Linked DNA regions of Arachis hypogaea: region 1 is linked to region 2. The links are chromatin contacts, called in public Hi-C maps. All regions are on one chromosome and are shown on one strand. The core of a region is the stretch at or near the end of the contact, and the rest is flanking DNA. Distances in the headings are between cores, read along the strand shown. Region 1 has its middle 16 kb from the start of LOC112700303. Region 2 holds the start of LOC112696843 (protein DETOXIFICATION 21).

Region 1 (6,031 bases), core at 311-2,810, 110 kb before region 2:
GAGAGAGAGAGAGAGAGAGAGAGAGAGAGAGAGAGAGAGAGAGAGAGAGAGAGAGAGAGAGAGAGAGAGAGAGAGAGAGAGAGAGTGAGGTAAAGAGCGTGTACTCACGCTCTCTATATGCATTTGGGCTTTTTTTTATTTGGTGTGAAAAATACGAATACTGGTTGTTTGTTGGTCAAAAAATAAAAAATTTACTGGCCTATTAGCACTATTGTTTGTATACTTATAATGTAGAGTACGTATCAAAATACAAAACAGGTCTCATCTCAATATATAACAATATTAATTTCTGTACTTTTAATAAATAACAGTATAACTAGGTATTCTTTAAATTAGTTCGTTATTCGATCTTTTTGTTACATTAACCTAAAAAAATAAAATAAACACATCCAAATAAATTTATTGTTTAATTTAAATACAAATCTACAAAATCAGATTAACTAAAATTTAAATCTTGTAAACACTAACATATCCCAAATAAAATTCTAAAATATTCCAAATCAGATTTTCACGGTAAAACCTTTTCTCAGTAAAAATCCAGAGTTGCGTTCGTCTTCTCCTCCTCATATGTCGCTGCGTTTGTCTTCTCCTAGGCCGCGCACCTCCTCTGCGACGATATCCTCTATCGGCGATGCGCACCTATCCCGGTGATATGCACTTCCCCGCGCCTCCTCCGTTGATCCACTGCTTCCTCCGTTAACGAATTTTAATAGCCTCACCTCCTTCGAATTTTGGACGTGTGAATGTGGTGGTTAGTAGAATTTTTTATATCTCATATATTCCTTTTTTCTGATTAATAAGATATTCTATCTTTTTAATTTATGTATAATTTTATATGTGTCTGGTATTTATTTTAAATGTGTTTATATTAAGAATGTTTTATTTTTGTACTATTTTATTTGATTTAGAATTTATTATTTCTTTCACAATTTTTGTGTTTATAGAAAATTTTCTTTTTTTTAATAATAAAAAGTTTTATTCTTTTAATCCATGCGTAATATTAAATATGTTTATGGTGTTTTTTTATGTGTTTGTGTTAAGAATTTTTTTATACTATTCTATTTATGTGGAATTTGTAATATTAATATAATTTAGATGTATAAATATTTAATTTTGGATATGTGTTTATATTGTTCGTGTTAATTTTAAATGTGTTAATAGCAGAAAATTTCACTCTAAGAGAAAAAGTTGTATGATATCATGTTGTACGAGAGAGAACGTCCGAAAAAAAAATATGGTGATAAATTAATAACGACCTTACAATAAAGAGAAAGAAAAAATAAAAAAATAAAGTAACTACTTTATTATATTAATAAAAAGTTAGAGAAATTTTAGTTAATAAAATTTAAATTAAATCTAATTAATAATTTATTTATCTAAAAACAGATGTGTTTTAATTTAAAAATAATTAAATGATATTATTAAATTAAAAAATTGACGAAATGCTGAATTTTAAAAGACGTGTAGTATTTTTGATCAACAAAAAAGAAACACTACGTGTCTCTATCATCCTGTTATCTCCATCATATAATTACGTATGCGCATAACTACATTTCGATACGTGTAGCTGCAATATACGACGTATCTAATGGGTCGTGTTTGACTTGTGCTCTTCTTATAATTCATGCAACTTGACAAATAATTCTAATAAAATTAAACATTCTTTGGCTTTATATCATGGTCGTATAAATTCACTTTTGTCCCTTGAACGTCAAAATCACAAGAGAGAACAAGAATCGCAATATATATTGCTTCTTTCTACCTTTTAGTTGTGTGCTATTTTCCATATATGTGTATGTGTTTTCTTTGTGCCTAGGCTTATCTCACCAGCATTATCTGCAAAAATTTAAACAGTTTTTATTTAAAAAAATATATAATTAAGATATGATCGACAAACAAAATTTGATAAAGGAAATCAAGAAAATATATGACTAAGTTTTAATTAATTAATTTATTTGTGGTAATATTGAAAACAAAATTTGGAATAAAAATTAAATAATAGTACTATGAAATGTTATAATTACATGTGGCTTATCTTTGGTTCACTTTCATAACAAAATTATTAATTATCTAGTTACTTTACTTATCCGCATCATGCATGCAATGTGTGTTTGTTAATAGCTGATTTTCTTTTTTGATAGTTGGCCATGTTCTGGTGATCATCGGAAAGTTAGTACGACTGTTAAGCTAAATGAAAGTAAAGCTATGTTGAAAAAAAAAAAGAAAAAAAAAAGAGAAAGAAAGAAAAGGGAGAATGGCATGGAGTGAAATGGAAAAAAAAATAATTAAATGTTGTTTAAAGAATTTTTAAAGAGAAGAATGATTATATAGTCGTAGCAGGACAAAAATGTCTATTTCTTGACATTTAAAATCCCTATATTTTATCCTTCAAATTGGGGAATCAAGAAGGGGGGACACAATGAAAATACTCATACATTGCACCACCGTTAGGCCCATTATTATTAAGAGAAAAATTTAAAATAGTCACTTATAATTATCTTACAAGGAAACGAGGTTTTTGATAAAAAAAATATTTAATTTGGTTATTAAATTTTATGTTTATGGGATTGATTAGTCTGTATGTTAAAAAAAATTAATATTATTTTTTTTTGGTATAAGGATTAATCAGTCCTAAAAAAAAAATCAGAGTCAGATTGGATTTTTTTTTTTTGAAAATCTCATTGTCCTTTTGAGATAATTGTTAGGGGCGAGTGTATTATTAATGAGAATAGGGATAAAAACATAAAATATAGAAACAAATAAATTGATTAAATCTTTTATTATGAAAAGCCAAAATTAAAAAACATATAGTTTATAATAAAATTTTGAGTAAAGTATCGTTTTTATTCTTAACGTTTGGGTAAGTCCTAAAGTTGTCCCTAACGTTTCAATCGTTCTATTTAAGTCCCTAACGTTTCAAAATTGACACAATGTTGTCCTGTCGTTAGGGATCCGTTAATAGAATTGATGGCGGAACAAAATTGAGACGCTTTCGAAACGTTAGGGACTTAAATAGAACGAAAACGTTGGGGACAAAAACGATACATAAAAATAAATTTTAATTTTATCCTTCAATAATATTAATTTTTACTGTACATAATATTCAATTATTTTTTAAATTATAGTTGATCACATTACTTTCATTCTAAATAAATTAATTTTTTTATAATTTTATTCTTAAAGTAATGCAATTTTTTATAAATAAATAAATTTTAAGTAATGTAATTTTTTATAAATAAATAAATTTTACATTTTCATTCTAAATAATATAATTTTACTTTCATTACTTAATCACAATACTTATAACTTTTTTAACAATTTTACACTTTCATTCTAAATAAATTAATTTTTTATAATTTTACATTTAAATTAATGTAATTTTTTTATAAATAAATAACTTTTACACTTCATTCTAAATAATGTAATTTAACTTTCATTACTTAATCACATTACTTATATTTTTTTTATAATTTTACACTTTCATTATAAATAAATTAATTTTTTTTTATAATTTTATGCTTAAAGTAATATAATTTTTTTATCAATAAATAAATTTTATACTTTTATTCTAAATAAATAATATAATTTTACTTTCATTACTTAATCACATTACTTATATATATATATATATATATATATATATATATATATATATATATATATTAATTTTACACTTTATTTCATTCTAATCACATTACATTATTTATTTAGAATGAAAGTGTAAAATTAAAAAAAAATTATTTAGAATGAAAGTAACGTAATTAAGTGTAAATGTGATTAAAATAATTGAATACTATATACAGTAAAAATTTGATATTATTGAAGAATAAAATTAAAATTTATTTCTATCTATCGTTTTTGTCTCCAACGTTTTCGTCATGTTTAAGTTCCTAACGTTTTAAAATCGTCTCAATTTTGTCCCGCCGTCAATTTTATTAACGAATCCCTAACGGCAGGACAACATTAAGTCTATTTTAAAACGTTAGGAACTTAAATAGGACGATTGAAACGTTAGAGACAACTTTAAAACTTACCCCGAACGTTAAGGACAAAAATAATACTTTACTCTAAAATTTTTATGGAAAATTTTTATCCTAGAAATCTAGAATCCCCCTCCTTTATAGGGAGAAGTGGTATACTCTGTTACTATTACTAATGACTCGTCCTTAGCTCTTTTTGGTTTGGAGATACACTCTGCATCTGATGAAGAATTTTTCGTATTAATTAATTTAGTAGAAGAACAACACAACTCCTAATCAGATTTCTCTATCCTTCGCCTACACCAATGCCCCCACTATTTTGGTCCGGCGTTCTCCATCATTGACTCTCGTACCTTGTCTTTATTATTAAACTAAGACACGAGTTAATACTTAATATATGAAAATACACCAAGTATTTATCTTTTTAAAAAAATATATAAAAAATAATTACTATCAAAATTAAAAAATTTAAATTATAAAGTCAAAGTTAATTGAAAATTTTAATTATTTTTAATGCAAAAATGTTTAAAATAAGATATATATATATATATATATATATATATATATATATAAAGTTGAACAAATTATTCATTGATAAAATTATATAATTTAAAATGAAATTAAATATTTATATTCTATTTTTTAAAAGATTTCTATGTCAAACATATTATTATTAGTAGACTTAGTAGAGTACTTCTAATTATTTATAAGCAAAATTTTTAAGTAACTCATATTCTTAATTCTTGAAAATAATCTATAATATAGAGTAAAATATATTTTTTGTTTTTAACATTTTTAAAACTTTTTAAAAATATTTTTAAAATTTTTGAAAGTGATGTATAATATAAAATAAAATATATTTTTTATTTTTAACGTTTTTAAAATTTTTTAAAAATATTTTTAAAATTTAATTCGATTCAATTTCATTCTTAACGTTTTAAATAAATTTTAATTTTATGCGTTCTCTTAATTTTATAATAATTAACTGTTAAGTCAAAAATATTTTTTCAATTTTGTCCCTATTTAATATAATATTATCTTCGTTATCACACCACCCCGAATTCACCCTATTCCTCCAACATCATCATCAACACTGCAACCACCATCCCATCCCATTCCATCTTCTACCCCTTATATATCTTCCAGTCACCTAAGCAAAGAAATTTTCACCTACAATCAATCAATCATTCATCCATCCATTCATTCATTCATCATTATTATTATTATTATTATTATTAAGCTCACTCTCGTTAAAATCTATCCTTCGCCTCCTGCTCTTCTTTTTCCTCCTCCTTTTCTCCACTCAATTACTAACAGGACCGATTTATATTTTAATTTATGAGAACAAATGCCTCTACTAATATTTTATAAAAAATATAAAAGGTATATATATAAATATATGTGTGCTCCTATTAAAAAATTATATTTATTCCATATTAAAAAAATAACTTTTAAATTTTATGTTAAAATATTTATTTTATATATATTTTTTAATTTTTAGAATTAAATTTTGATACATTGTTAGTATATAATTTTACATATATATCTAATTACGTAATACCATATCATAAAAAATAATTACTTTTTATATTGATTGTATTCGCGTAAATAATTATCCAAAAAAACAGACATAATTAAATAATTATATAAAATATTTTACACTGTTAATAAATTAAAATTAAACTCTAATTTCTATTTAAAAGTATAAGATAAAAATATATATTAAATTAATTAAAAAACAAATATTATTATAGCATTATTTAATTAATGAATGTATTGAGTTAAAGTTTATATCCTTGAACTTTTTTTTTCTACTCAACTTTTGTATTTACTAATAAATTGAAGAATTTTGTACTTAGACATATATTTTCATAATTAGTTCTCAAATATAAATTAGATTGAAAATCAATTGAAATAGTAACACATTTTGTATTTTTATCTATTTAAGTAACTAACTTTATTTATTTATTTATTTATTTATTTATTATTATTATTATTATTATTATTATTATTATTATTTGAAATTAATTTTTTGGTCTTTCTTTATTAAA
Region 2 (5,587 bases), core at 289-2,788:
CAATCTATTTCTTACTAAAGAAATTAACATTCTGACTCGTGTCTTCATCAATTTTTTCATGGTAATAGATTAATGTATATAGACTCTTAGACATGTTTTCTCTCTTTTGCTAAATGTTTTAAGCAGATTGATTGCTTTGTGTTGTATTTCAAATTTATAAATTTATTTCGAGCGTAAATCTTTATTAGGTATTAAGAGTTGATTCTTTTTTTATTAATCGTGTTAGGCTATTGTTACTTATGTTGATATGTAAATAGTAGGATCCTACCATGATTTATATACTATAATTTCTTATTGTATACTCATAAATCGTCACAACTTAAATGTGATTGAAGTTTTAAACATAAATCGTCGTAGAATATGATGATTTATGTGCATTTTTAACACACTATTCTAAACTAAGATTCTGATTTCCTTTTAAGGTCTACTAACTCAATCCATCACGGAGGATCCACTAAAAGAGGATCATCCAAGCTCGAAAAAGGTAAGATTTGGATCGATATCCATCCTAATCTCATAATTAACAACTCCTTAAGTATTGAGACGAGGTGAATCTCACTAATCCCTCACATTAAGAGATTCTTAACAGATTCTTAAAATCATTATATATAAATAAAAAGTCAAAGGTTCTCCCAAATTAAATATAAACATAACTCTAATTATCTTCACCCTTTTGAATATATTCTGACTTAGACGTCAAAATATTAATGCAGTACCACCTCCACTTTTCTCTATTCATCGTTCGATATTAGAGTTACGAGTCCCAATCTCTTTCATCTAGTTTTCGGTAAACTTACAAACACACATATTAGCCCAATATGATTTGCGTGCAATGTCATTGCAATTTTAACTCGTGGAACTAGTTATGTTCTAATTAAAGTTGAGTATCCTAGCAAATTTATTCGAAAATATTTGGTAACAAAAAAATTAGCCAAAAACAGTCATAACTTATCTTATTTAGTATTCATTAATTGTTGTTCACTTATTTGTTTATATACGTATTAAAATTTTAAATTTCACATTGTATTTATAACAATAAAATGAAAAAATTTTCTATAATTAAATCAGCCATACTAAAATATTAAATATATATTAAAAATAAATTAAATAATATATTTATTTATATACAAATATACATATATATAACTAATTTATTAATTATTTTTGGTGTGTAGATAATATTGTTCATCAAAAATAATAATTTACTCAAAGTTTCAAAATTAAAATTCAAATACCTTTTTCTAAGCATCTAAGAACATTTCTAATAAAATATTTTTATAATATCACTTTTAATATTTTTAAGAAATGAATTGAATTATAATTAAAATTTATATTAGAATTGATTTATGAAATAAAACTGATATTACTTTAAAAATATAATATTAGTTTAATAAAAAATTAATAAAATTTTATCATTCGTAAAATTATATTAATAAAATAATATAAAATTTTAATTGAACTAATATTAAATATTAAAAAAATAAATTTTATTTTTAATTTTAGATTATTATTTATGAATCCCATAAATATTTTTATAAGAGAGCTAAAAAAAAATTAGAATTAATATGGGGGATGCTCTAAGTGTAGCATAGAGTTGGTATCAATGCATTCATGGATACCGATAAAACAAAGAAATTGAAATAAAGAAGAAGAGGTAGTTGGGAGATCCACGTAAGGGGGCAAAGAAGCCATTCCATCCAGCTACTACTCCAACACGTTTTATTAATTCAATATAAGTAACGAATTAAAATTTCATTTCCCATCAGAGAGAGAGAGAGAGTCCTGCAACTACACTGCTCTCTGCCATCTCCTGATTCCTTTCTCCTTTGTTGCCAAACCCGAACTCGCTTCCTTCCTCGCTCGCAGCTACAGGGAAAAGAAATCCTTCTAGAAACAAAACAATAGAAACGCTTCACCTTCTTGTATCGTGGACCAACGCCTCTACTCTTGTTTTCTGCATGTCCATCCATTGGCCACTCCAAGCAGCATCATAGTAGTAGTAGAGTCTGAAGATGAAAATGGAGGGTGATCTGAAGCAGAAGCTGCTGCTGCCTTCTTCAGGAGGAGTAGAAGAGGAAGAGGGCTTGTCACTGGTTAGGAGGGTGTGGGAAGAGAGCAAGAAGATGTGGATAGTGGCGGCGCCAGCCATATTCACAAGAGCTTCCACGTTTGGAATCCAAGTTATAAGCCAAGCGTTTGTTGGACATCTTGGTTCTAAGGAACTCGCTGCTTTCGCTCTTGTTTACACCGTTCTTATCAGGTTCGCTAACGGGATTCTGGTATGTTCTCATCTTTTTCAGTTTTCACCTAATTTACCTTTTGCAGTTAGTTTTTTAAATTTTTTTTCCGTGATGGTTTATACTCGGAAATCGGAGTATTCTGGTTGGGCAAAAATTATTGCCGAACCATGTGATGGATTCTGAGCTCCAGGCTGTAAAAATTTTCGGGGAGAATTAAAAAAAGACAGGAGAGGTTAATTTTGTGTTTTTTTTTTTCTACATAATATTCTGTCAAATTTTCTGGCTTGCTAAAATTTTCTTTATTTTTAATTAAATAAATTTGACAAAAAGAGCTTCTTCTCTCTTTTTTTTCTTTAATTTTTATTTTGGGGACGGAACAATATTTGTGTTAAAAGGAATCTGGAGGATTCTCCTGTGCTTCATCAATTAAAATTTAATTTTTTTTAATTCTGTAATATTTTTGGGCGTGCTTCAACTTCTGCCATCAATCAATAGTGATTCCTGTTATTTTCTGAAATGAAAAAAGGAAAAAAAAAAGATTTCAAGCTTTTGAACTTCTGGTATCAGAACAATCAAAATGGTGTGACTTCAAGGGTTTTGTCCGTGCTTTCTTGTTTGTATTTTGTGTTTCAATTTAAACTATGCTATGAATTTATTTTGTTGAATTGTCTTGACATGTTTGTACTGCAAATACAATTGCAATCATAATATGGTCCCTATTAACACTACCAAGTTCTTCCTCCGATTTTATTACAATGATTGCAGTTAGGAATGGCGAGTGCTTTGTCAACACTGTGTGGTCAAGCATACGGTGCAAAGGAATATGGCATGATGGGAGTTTACCTTCAAAGATCATGGATTGTTTTGTTCCTGACTTCACTGATTCTTCTTCCGGTGTTCATCTTCACCACCCCAATTTTAAGCCTCTTGGGCCAAGACGAAACAATAGCACAAGTGTCAGGAACCATTTCACTTTGGTCAATTCCTATCATGTTTGCCTTTATCGTATCCTTCACTACCCAGACATTCCTGCAGTCGCAAAGCAAGAACGTCATTATCGCCTTCTTGGCAGCTTTCTCGATAATCCTTCACATCTTCCTTTCTTGGCTTACCACTATGAAGTACAAATTGGGTCTTCCTGGTGCAATGACCTCCACTAGTTTGGCGTATTGGATTCCCAACTTTGGTCAACTGATATTCATTTTCGGTTGGTGCAAGCAAACATGGCATGGGTTCTCATTCTTGGCATTCAAAGACCTTTGGCCTGTTGTTAAGCTTTCGCTTTCATCCGGTGCCATGTTGTGGTGAGCTTTCTTTCAATTCTTTGTGAATGACACCTTGAATGGAGTAGACAATAGAAGTTTGAGTATCTTAATTTCTTTTATGTCTTCCTAACTCGATCAAATTGGATGTATTTTACAGTCTTGAGCTATGGTACAACACAATATTGGTTCTTTTGACAGGTAACCTGAGAAATGCAGAGGTGGAAATCGATGCTCTGTCTATATGGTAATTCCTTAAACATTAATTCATTAGAATTCATATGTTGTGTTGTTAGCTGTATTGATTTGGTGTGTAAATTGTAATGGACTTTTGACAAATCTTGTTTCTTTACAGTCTTAACATCAATGGATGGGAAATGATGATATCACTTGGGTTCATGGCTGCTGCTAGGTACTAACGTTATATTGACCTACCAATCTTATTTTCCCATGTTTAGTAAAGTTTAGAATGGAAAATTAACTCCAGCTTACATAATTTGCAGCGTACGAGTGGCGAATGAGCTTGGAAGAGGAAGTGCCAAGGCTGCCAAGTTCTCGATCCTAGTGACTGTGCTAACATCATTGGCCATTGGGTTCTTTCTGTTTGTATTCTTCTTGTTGTTTAGGGAACGACTTGCTTACATATTTACCACAGATGAGAATGTTGCCCGGGCAGTCGGTAATTTGTCACCATTGTTATCAGTCTCTATATTACTAAACAGCGTTCAGCCCGTACTCTCAGGTATTCTTCACAAGCTTCATTGTTCTTACAATCTTACATTAGAAAAGCAAATTACTTTGCCAGTTTTGTTACTATGGGATTGTGTCGAGATACAATAATCCAAAGATATACTAGAAGGTAGAATTTAGATCCTCTAAAGTGATGATATTGGTAAAGTGATAAAGTAAAGGGTAAATCACCATTGAACTTGTAATTTTCATCATATATGGATCCCATTATCTTAATTTAAGAGGGATTAACTACTCATTTTATCACTTTACTCTCTCACTTTAGAGAAGCTTATTCAGAAAGTAACAGTGACAGACAAAAAGGTAAATGGGAAGTCATTTAATCGTTCATATGGTTTCTATAGGTGTTGCGATTGGAGCCGGTTGGCAAAGCATTGTTGCTTATGTTAACATAGGTTGCTATTACCTCATTGGAATTCCTGTCGGTATTGTGCTTGGTCATGTTCTTGATTTGCAAGTCGAGGTAGGATTTTAACCTGAAACTCTTGTTTTTCCAAATTGCACTTCAAATTTCTGCTGCATAATCAAATTCTACATCTCTTTCCACTTGTGCAGGGAATTTGGGTTGGAATGTTGTTTGGAACTTTTATTCAAACCGTAGTGCTTGTTATAATCACCTACAAAACTAACTGGGATGAGCAGGTTCAAATTGACCTCAATATTCTAACTCTGCTATGATTATAATTATGAACTAATGATCATTATGAAATAATTAATTGATTATGGTTTTGTGCAGGTGGTCATAGCTCGTTCAAGAATTAGCAAGTGGGCTAAAATGGATGGCCTCGATCATGAATCAAAACCGGATTCATCAGAAAGTTAATTTTGTTGCCTAACATTTCAGTCAAATGCAGCTAAGGATTAATATTGTAGAATGTGTATTGTTATTTATTAATTTTATTAATTGCAAGTTTTGCATTGAAAATTAATGGACTTATGTTCTTTAATTTCGTCCCTCTATTATATAATGTTTTATCTTTTGGTATGAACAAAGGGACAAGAAATAAAGTATCAAGAGAATTTTGAGCTCCACTCTGAACTCCTATGCAGTGTTTCGCTATCTGCCCCTTTTTTGGTTTAAATTATTAGGGGTACAATGATATCCACTTAATTGTTTATTTATTTAGATAAAACATTGCAAACTGTCTTTTATTTTAGGTTTAGTAGCGTGCTTCTCCGTTTAGTTTTTAATATTCATAACTTTTTTTAATCACTAAATTAAGTTTGGTTTATATTCAAATACGAATATCTCAAAAGACTAGTCTTTTCTAGAACCAAAACAGAGTAACTTTGATCCAATTATGGCGTGATTTTAAATGGCTATTTTCGTCCAAT

The links. A called contact is a pair of places that touch in the nucleus more often than the background predicts.
Region 1: a contact with region 2 is called in a Hi-C map of an unstated tissue, with 3 times the contacts expected there. The contact joins the enhancer-like site here to the promoter of LOC112696843 in region 2. A contact is called at or near these places in 2 of 8 Hi-C or Micro-C datasets (leaf and an unstated tissue).

What each region holds. Positions count from the first base shown.
Region 1 is chr6:87,414,565-87,420,595 of arahy.Tifrunner.gnm2.J5K5, reverse strand. No RefSeq gene overlaps it. Among protein-coding and RNA genes, the nearest start is that of LOC112700303, 16 kb to the left of the region's middle. Within about 2 kb of position 1,560, at least 1 of the 3 cell types and tissues checked has open chromatin away from gene starts, as enhancers often do.
Region 2 is chr6:87,303,237-87,308,823 of arahy.Tifrunner.gnm2.J5K5, reverse strand. It overlaps LOC112696843 (protein DETOXIFICATION 21), which reads left to right and starts at 1,538. Exons shown (of 8, transcript XM_025749744.3): 1 at 1,538-2,279; 2 at 3,006-3,544; 3 at 3,663-3,749; 4 at 3,858-3,914; 5 at 4,006-4,244; 6 at 4,597-4,715; 7 at 4,808-4,894; 8 at 4,989-5,284. The coding sequence starts at 2,013. The coding sequence ends at 5,075.